Regions from separate parts of the Sus scrofa genome. Here region 2 is linked to region 1. The links are chromatin contacts, called in public HiChIP or PLAC-seq maps. All regions are on one chromosome and are shown on one strand. Each heading gives the region's core, a stretch centred on a gene start, on an enhancer-like site or on the middle of the called end of the contact. The rest is flanking DNA. Distances are from core to core; before and after follow the strand shown. Region 1 overlaps MYO1D (unconventional myosin-Id). Region 2 overlaps MYO1D (unconventional myosin-Id).

Region 1 (4,279 bases), core at 171-2,670:
GTGGCATATCAAAGTTCCCAGGCCAGGGGTGGAATTGGAGCTGCAGCTGCTGGCCTACACCACAGTCACGGCAATGCCAGATCTGAACCGCATCTGAAACCTACGCCGAGGCTTGTGGCAACGCTGGATCCTTAACCCACTGAGGGAGGCCAGGGATGGAACCCGCATCCTCACAGACAGTAAGTCGGGTTCTCAGCCAGCTGAGCCACAACAGGAACTCCACTTCTATTAGTTTCACTAATGAAAGCAATAAAATGTTGCTATGCAGAAATCCAACCTAAAGCATTAATTTTGATGAAAAAAAATCCAGACCTTATATATACTGTTTCACATAATATTAATGATGCAAACAATCTACAGTAAAGGAGAAATAATTAACAAGGTTTTAAATCTGAGGCTCCTGCTGCATGAAGTGTGTCTATCTTCTATTGGTGAAAATACTCGATTGTAAAACTGAAATAACGAACACGTTTCTGCATCTGAGGCTCCTTTGGGTCCAGAGCAAATGTCCTTCAAACTTCCTGCAGCTCTACCCCTGCCACCTCCGACTGACCTTGTCCACAGCTCAATCCATTAAAAAATCATTAGGCAGGAACCTCAAGCTACAAAGGCTTGCCTTTGATTTCTTTTGCATCCTTTTACTTACTGGTGGAAATTGTGAGTTAAATAGAAATGAGGTTTTAAGCCTAAGTTTTATGTTTACAATAAACTGTTGGGTAAACCAACATTAAATATACATGTGGTGTGATAACACAGGAAAGGGATTTTGGGGGGTGACTAAAGGATATCGACCTTATTATTTCAGTCCCATTAGACGCCCCGAGGCCTCCGCTCAGCAGGCTCCCTCTTTCCATCTTATGCCACGGCCTTCACTCACCATCCCCTCTGGGGAGGGCTTCTCCTAATTCTGTTTCCCATCCATTCTCTTGTAAGGATTCCCGTTTCCTTCTTCGGAGGGGGCCTGGATGACGGCTTTTCAGGAAGATGATAGCTCGATTGAGGGGTCAGGAATAAATTCATCACACAGACTCCAGAATTCCCAGGACAATTTGCTGCTCAACTAGCTGGAGGAGCCACAAACCTCAGCAGACCCACAGCAGTGGGGAAGAAAACAGGACTTCTTAAAAACTAGGTTCCTCTGCTGCTTATAAGCCATGGAGCCTCTATTTGTTTTGGTTTGTGGTCAATCAATGCCCTGGTCTGAGACATCTGACAACGGCAGAGGGGCAGAAACGAGACAGACAGGAACCTCAAAGCCACAAAAAGCCTTGTATTTGATTCCATTTTACCTACTAAAGGGACTCCGCTAATAGACTCTGAGAACAAAATTGCAATAAATTTAGCTCATTGCTAGGGAGATCAGGGGTGAGTCAGGGAGAAGGAAGAGGAAGCATGTCGAAAAAAAAAAATCTATTTTCCCAAATGTGCAAGACAAAAGAACACTGCAGAACTGGCAAGCTTGCTACTCTGCCCTATTTGCTATTTAGGTTCCAAGCACTGTAGCTGATGACAAGTTTTTAAACCATGAGGTTTTGTACTTAAAGGAACCCCAGTCTCCTGACCTTCTTACTGTCTCTCTAGGATGGAAGCCACAAAGGACAGTCCGTTTCAGAATCTGCATTTAGGGACACCTGCCAAGGCCTTCTGAGGACAGCTGTGACTGCCTTACTCTAATCTTTTATAAAATGAAGGTGAAAAAGTTTTCTTTCTTTCTTTTTTTTTTTTTTTTTTTTTTTTGCTTGGCTCTGCCTGTGGCATACAGAAGTTTCCAGGGCAGAGATGGAATCCACGCCACAGCAGTGACCTGAGCCATGGCAGTGACAACACTGGATCCTTAACCCACTGAGCCAGCGGGGAACTCCCAAATGTTTTCTAAATAGTACAAAACTCTAAAGAAAATTCTGTCACACGTTTTAAAAGCAGCTCACAAAAGCAGCGTATCACTGGCTCAGGAGATCAAAAGCACCTAACGAGAGTTCCCGTTGTGGCTCAGCATGTGAAGAACTCAATTAGTATCCATGAGGATGCAGCCTCGCTTAGTGGGTTAAGGATCTGGCATGGGGCTGTGAACTGTGGTGTAGGCCACAGATGCAGCTTGTATCCTGCATTGCTGTGGCTCTGCTGTAGCTTGGGAAGGTCCATATGTTGCAGGCGCGGCCCTAAAGAGAAAAAAAAAGAAAAGAAAAGAAAAAAGAAAAGGAGATAAAGCACCTAACTGGACTACATGATATGATGGTGAGCCAGGTGCTCAGAAGTGTGCTTCTATGAGTTAATGTCCTAACTCCTCAATCTGATATACATCAGTTTTGATTTATTGCCTCCTCTCTCCTGAAAAGGCTAAGTGACTTAGAACAGGAAGAATGAGTAATATCTCACAATGGATCTCGGTTGGTCAGGTGCTTAGATGTTTGTTTTTCACACCTTTCCTTTTACTCAAAGGTATACTTTCAGGTTTGAGCTCTGCTCTTCTGAACAGATGGCTATCAATTAACTAACAACGCTGAGCTGGTTTACCAAGAATTCATCGTCTAGTCACAAAACAGTGAATATGATTTAGCTTTCACTAGGAACAGTCAAAAACAGCGCTTAAATAAGACTCCAGCAGATGGGATGACTTTTAAGATGCAGAAACCAGGTTTCAAAGAGACCCTGGACTCAGCTATTAGAACGCCCTGGGTTTATAAAACATCAGAAATGCCTGGCAGAAATTGCACATAAGAGAGTAGCAGAATATGGCTTTGAAACTTCATATACATAAAATAAGTCACTTGGCAAAAATATTTCCCGTTGTTTGTGGTCTTAAGTTCTTTTTTCAGCCCGCAGGAGAGGTCCAATAAACTGCCATTAAATAACAGAGGGTCCCAGGAAGGTCCCTTGTGGTGCAGTGGGTTGAGGATCTGGGGTTGTCACTGCAGTGGCTTGGGTTGCCGCTGTGGCACGGGTTCGATCCCTGGCCCAGGAACTTCCATATGGCAGAGCCAAAAAAAAAAAAAAGAGGGTCCCAGGGGAGATGGGATGTCAGAATTTCTATGTGTATAAGGTTTGAAAAGTGCACCCTAATCTTTTCAGGATCATCCACTATTTCCCAATAGCAGAATTACTGCTAACAGTAGAATAATAACATTATTAGAGCCTCGCCCATCAGAGCATCAGCACTGGCCGGTCAGGTTTAGAACACATCTCCCACTGGCTGACAGAACAGATACGTGGAGCTGGTTTTCCTGAATGGACATGGTATAAAAAAAATTAAACTTTTGAGTGTAAAGGTATAGAATTTAGAACAGGAAGAGATATGCTAACATTTTAAAGCTCAGAATATACTTCCATTCAATCTTTTAAATATCGTTATTATTTGCAATTTGGCTTTCACTGTCAACACTTAAATAAAGGCACTTTTCCAGGTCTGAATTTCCTTTTACGCTGAGGCATTTGATCACGCTGTCCTTTTCTTCTTCTTTTTTGGGGGGGGCTGCACTTGCAGCCTGCGGAAGTTCCTGAGCCAGGAGTTGAATCTGCACCATGGCAGTGACCTGAGCCACAGCAGTGACAATGCCAGGTCCTTAACCTGATGACCCGCCAGGGAACTCCACGCTCTCCTAGTCCTTCCAAGAAATTACCTCCCTCAAGTCTCCCTGTACCTTTTTTTTTTTTTTTTTTTGTCTTCTTGTCTTTCCTAGGGCTGCACCCGCAGCGCATGGAGGTTCCCAGGCTAGGGGTCTGATCAGAGCTGTCAGCCTACACCAGAACCACAGCAATGTGGGATCCGAGCTGCATCTGCGACCTATACCACAGCTCACGGCAACGCCAGATCCTTAAACCACTAAGCGAGGCCAGGGATCAAACCCGCAACCTCATGGTTCCTGGTAGGATTCGTTAACCACTGAGCCACGACAGGAACTCCTCCCTCTACCTTTTTGACTTCCCATCCATTAAACACAGGATTTGCCCAGAGGTCCAATCTGGTCCCTCTTTTCACTCTACAGGTTCTCCTGGCAGCTCTCTCCTGCTTTGGCACACGGTCAAACTCATTATATTGTTCTCAGGTTCCTTGATGATCTGGTCCTACCTACATACCTTCCCAGTACTTCCTGCCACTCCCTCTGCACAACCTCTGACGTTGCAACACAGGACAACATGTCACTGTTCTCAGAACAGAGCCCATGTATTTTGCAAATATTCCCCTTATGGCTTTGCTCAGGCTGCTTTCTTCGACCCCAAATGCACTGACCCCTCTCACCTGATCCCCTTCCCTAGACTCCAGAGCCTGGTTTCAAGCTAA
Region 2 (4,296 bases), core at 206-2,705, 69 kb before region 1:
CGTCCTCCACATTGTCATCAGGGAGATAGTTCAAGGCACACAAAGGTCCTGTGGCTCCCCTGCGAAAACCTCTTCAGTCATTCTCCAGAGCCTTCCAGAACCATGCCCGCCCGCAGGCTGAGCCGGTGTGCATCTGTGTCCCTGTCCTTCCCAAGCTCGGAGCCGACAATGGTGCTGGGCTGCTTCCAACAGGGTGAGTGGCACCGACGAGCTCGCCTGACTGTTTACAAGAGCCTAGGGTGTGAAGAAAATGCCCAAGAATTTAAAAAATTTTTTTTTTTTTTTGGTCTTTTTAGGGTGAAACCCACGGCACATGGAGATTCCCAGGCTAGGGGTCAGACAGAGGTGTAGCCACTGGCCCACGCCAGAGCCACAGCCACAGCCACGCAGGATCTGAGCCACATCCGCGACCTACACCACAGCTCACGGCAATGCCGGATCCTTAACCCACTGAGCGAGGCCAGGGATCGAACCCGCAACCTCATGGTTCCCAGTCAGATTCGTTTCTGCCGCGCCACGACAGGAACTCCAGAAAGAATATTTAAAATCAAAGTGGAGGTTGCAGGGGAGGAGGGTAAAGCTCCAGGAGTTTGCAGGAGATGAAGGAGGGGCTGAAGGGCTAGTGGATGCCAAGCCCAGGACGTGCTGGCCTGAGCAGGGTCACGGCTGGCCGCCTGCCAGGGCACGAGGCCTGGGGCGTGAGGCTGCCCGGCTGGAAAAGCCCACCAGGAGGCTGCCTCCAGCCTGGCAGGAGGAGATGCTCACACAGACGGCCTTTCAGTTAAAAACATGGAAACCTCAAGCTTTCTTGCCTTGACCTCTTGAAAAGCAGAGCCACTGCAGGTCACCAAAGGCTGAGCAAGGCTGAGGGACACCCAGGGGGCAGAGAGCCACTGCTTGCAAAGGAAGATGAGGCTTTCCCATCAAATGTGAGGAAATAATGAGAACACGGGCTCGTAAAAGGGAAATAACTGTCACCCCAGAATCCTACCCCCAACCCATCACCTGAGCGCGAGGGCGAAAGGCCTTCCTGGACGACTCTAAGGGGGCGCCCTGGGCAGTCGGGCAAGCTGGGCTCTTGGGTAAAGAAGGACCTGTCACTGTCCTCAGGAAAGGCACTGAATCCAGAGGAAGGGAGTGGTGCAGGGAGCAGATAAACAGGCAGACGTGCAGGTCAAGCTAAGTAAGCCTTTGCTGTGAGCTCAGCACTAATGAAGATGCCGAACTGGAGGGGGCTTGGGGGGAGAGTTGCGGGGGGGGGGGCGGCGCTAAAGCAACTCTGAACTAAAATCCTGGAGAAGGAGGACAGGAGGGATGGAGTGTGGTCCAAGGTCCTGGTCTGGTCTGGAAGGAGGGGAAGGAAACGGAGAACTTGAGGCTCCAGAGATTGCACAGGACTGACGGCAACGGAGCCGGTGAGGCTGCGATGGCCCCGGTCCCCCGAGAAGCAGAAGTGGGGGAGGGGGAAGTCTGCTTCATTTAATGGGAGGGAAGAAAGCGGAACCAAAGGAGCAAAGCGGAAACGTGGGGACGAGAAAAACACCAACTGATGTGAACCTCTGGAAACAGGCGTTCTGGGGGAGTCCCCATCATGGCTCAATGGAAATGAACCCGACGAGGATCCGTGAGGATTCAGGTTTGATCCCTGGCCTTGCTCAGTGGGTGAAGGATCTGGTGTTGCCATGAGCTGTGGTGTAGGTTGCAGATGTGGCTCGGATCTGGTGTGGCTTTGGTGTAGCTACAGCTCTCATTCAACCCCTAGCCTGGGAACTTCCATATGCCCTGGGTTCGGCCCTAAAAAGCAAAAAAAAGGCATTCTCAGATTGACTGGACAAATGCGGCTCTAAGGCTATTTGCAGGTGACACATCTAGATCCTAATGACAAGGAAAAGGTGGGAGAAGAGAACAAGACACACAAGGCAAATGTTAATCACGAGAAAGCTGACCCATGGCGCTGCTGGGGAAAGAACACGTAAGACAACTTCTTCTTTGTTAAGGATTCGATCACCGAGAAGATCCAAGTTAATACACTGGTGTGAGACGGCGAGAGATTTGTGAGGATATAATGACACACCTGCAAATAGTCAATGATCTTAATATACTTTTCCCCAAAACATATAGATCCGCAGACAATATGAAAAAACCCCTAGATTTGAGCCCAGTTAATAAGCTTCTGTGCTCAACTACTCTCAGCAATTAGAGGGTGAATACACTTTATTTTAAAGTGCACTTGGGGGTTCCTGTCATGGCTCAGTGGTTAACGAATCTGACTAGGAACCATGAGGTTGTGGGTTCGATCCCTGGCCTCGCTCAGTGGGTTAAGGATCCGGCATTGCCATGAGCTGTGGTGTAGATCGTAAATGTGGCTCGGATCCCACGTTGGTGTGGCTGTGGTGTAGGCTGGTGGCTACAGCTCCGATTAGACCCCTAGCCTGGGAACCTCCATATGCCGCAGGAAGTGGCCCTAGAACAAGACAAAAAATAAAGTGCACTTGGAACAGGTACCAGGCCTTATAAGGACATTCAATAAATACCTAAGAATTAATTCCAGACTGAAACTATCTTCTCTGACTACAATACAAATAGAAACCAAAGAAAAGCGGGTTCTGGCTAAGAACTCAACATAGGGTCCGTGAGGATAGGGGTTCGAACCCTGGCCTCGCTCAGTGGGTTAAGTATCCAGCATTGCTGCAAGCTGCAGTGTAGGGCACAGATGCGGCTCGGATCCAGAGTGCCTGTGGCGTAGGCCAGCAGCTGCAGCTCCGATTCCACTCTTAGCTGGGGAATGTCCATGTGCCACAGATGCAGCCATAAAAAGGAAGAAAGATAAGAAATCAAAGGAGCACCTAATCACAGGAGGTCCTGTCTGCTTTTTATGCCAAGTGCTTTACAAACATCATGAGGATTTCATGAGTTGCTGTTTATAAAGCACTTAGCAAATCTTAATGCTACTAGGTAAGTTCCATCTTCAGAAGTGGACATGAGGCCTCATGAGGCAAAGTACCTGCCAGGGTCACACAGTGGAGCCAGGTTTGAACCCGGGCGCCGGGGCTGGAGCCCAAATCTTCAGCCCTGTGCATACGGCCACTAAAACAGTCATTAGAATATAATCCATAGCTGAGCTCCCTGCTAAGTGCTTCTGAACATGAGTTCCATAATTTAAGTTTCTAGAGAAAGAATGAATTTACAAAAGATGACATAAGAAAGAAAGCTGCTGGGGCTTCACCCTACTGCGTGCGCCGGTCTGTTGAGGGGTAGAGGGTGATGGAGGCAGGTGAAGAGGCCCTGGGGCGCTCACTCTTCTGGGGATGCTTTTTGGGAGCTGAAGAGCCCTTCTGCAAAGGGAATCCCCTCTTTCCTTTGTAAATCCAAGCTTTCCCATAGTAGGGGCTCCCTTCCCATGGTGAACGAAGTTCACCGGGATAGAAATATCCGCAGGATGACAAACGTTGGGACTGATGGATTTTGGAAGCATACATGCAAGGGTAGAGGAATTCCAGGAATTCCATCAAGGACCATGTTGTCATTTTTTTTTTTTTCTTTTTGAGATAGAATGGAGACGAGCACACACTGGTTCCATGCACCTTTCTCAGCAACACCCTCGGTAACGTGAACGGACACTTCCCGGGATCACGTAGCTGTCTGGGGCTCCGGCAGGTGCGACGCAGGCCCGTGTCTTGTGCAGCTGTGAGAGGGGGGTCGGGACTGGGGGAGGGGAAGCTAGCGATCCCCGTCCACTTACTCACCACGTCCTATCGCTGCATTAGACATTCTGCTTGCATCATCGCATTTAATCCTCACCAACACCTTACGAGGCGCCGTCATGAGGCCCACGCCATACATGCGGCACAGAGCTTAGCAAGGTCAGGGCCTTCCTCACGGCTGGGAAGTGATGAGGCTAAGACCCGGGCCGCCGTGTCTGTCTCTTGAGTGACCCAATGACATCCCATTTCGTTTAGTCCTCACACTGAGATATCTATCTGGCCGTAGCCGGGCTGACGGGCTGGGCATCGCCTCTGCCACATTGAATTCTCTGATACTTGGTGCTTACGAGTCAGAACACAGCATCTGGGGAGTTTCCCTATGGCACACTGGTTAAGGATCTGGCAGTGTCCCTGCAGCAGCTTGGGGTACTGCTATGGCATGAGTTTGATCCCTGGCCCTGGAACTTCTGCACATGTGGGTGCAGCCCCCCCCCCAAAAAAAGCACTTGGAATTTGTCATTCTGGTGCAAAGGTTTGGGCGTCCTGACCCTCACGGTCGCCACCTGTCTTTCTCTTCTGGGACCTCTCCAGC

Evidence for each region. HiChIP or PLAC-seq counts read pairs in DNA pulled down with a chosen protein or histone mark.
Region 2: a contact with region 1 is called in an H3K27ac HiChIP or PLAC-seq map of alveolar macrophages. The contact joins two enhancer-like sites. A contact is called at or near these places in 1 of 47 Hi-C or Micro-C datasets (epiblast stem cells) and 1 of 2 datasets of contacts at active chromatin or transcription factors (alveolar macrophages).

Annotation. Positions count from the first base shown.
Region 1 is chr12:42,397,357-42,401,635 of Sscrofa11.1, reverse strand. The region is part of intron 21 of MYO1D (unconventional myosin-Id); the gene reads right to left. Among named protein-coding and RNA genes, the nearest start is that of CDK5R1, 95 kb to the left of the region's middle. Within about 2 kb of position 1,420, at least 2 of the 83 cell types and tissues checked have an H3K27ac peak or open chromatin away from gene starts, as enhancers often do. A contact at or near this core is called in alveolar macrophages, where this site is marked.
Region 2 is chr12:42,466,775-42,471,070 of Sscrofa11.1, reverse strand. All of the region lies in intron 21 of MYO1D (unconventional myosin-Id), which reads right to left. It also overlaps a transcript of CDK5R1 not described here. Among named protein-coding and RNA genes, the nearest start is that of CDK5R1, 25 kb to the left of the region's middle. Within about 2 kb of position 1,455, at least 4 of the 83 cell types and tissues checked have an H3K27ac peak or open chromatin away from gene starts, as enhancers often do. A contact at or near this core is called in alveolar macrophages, where this site is marked.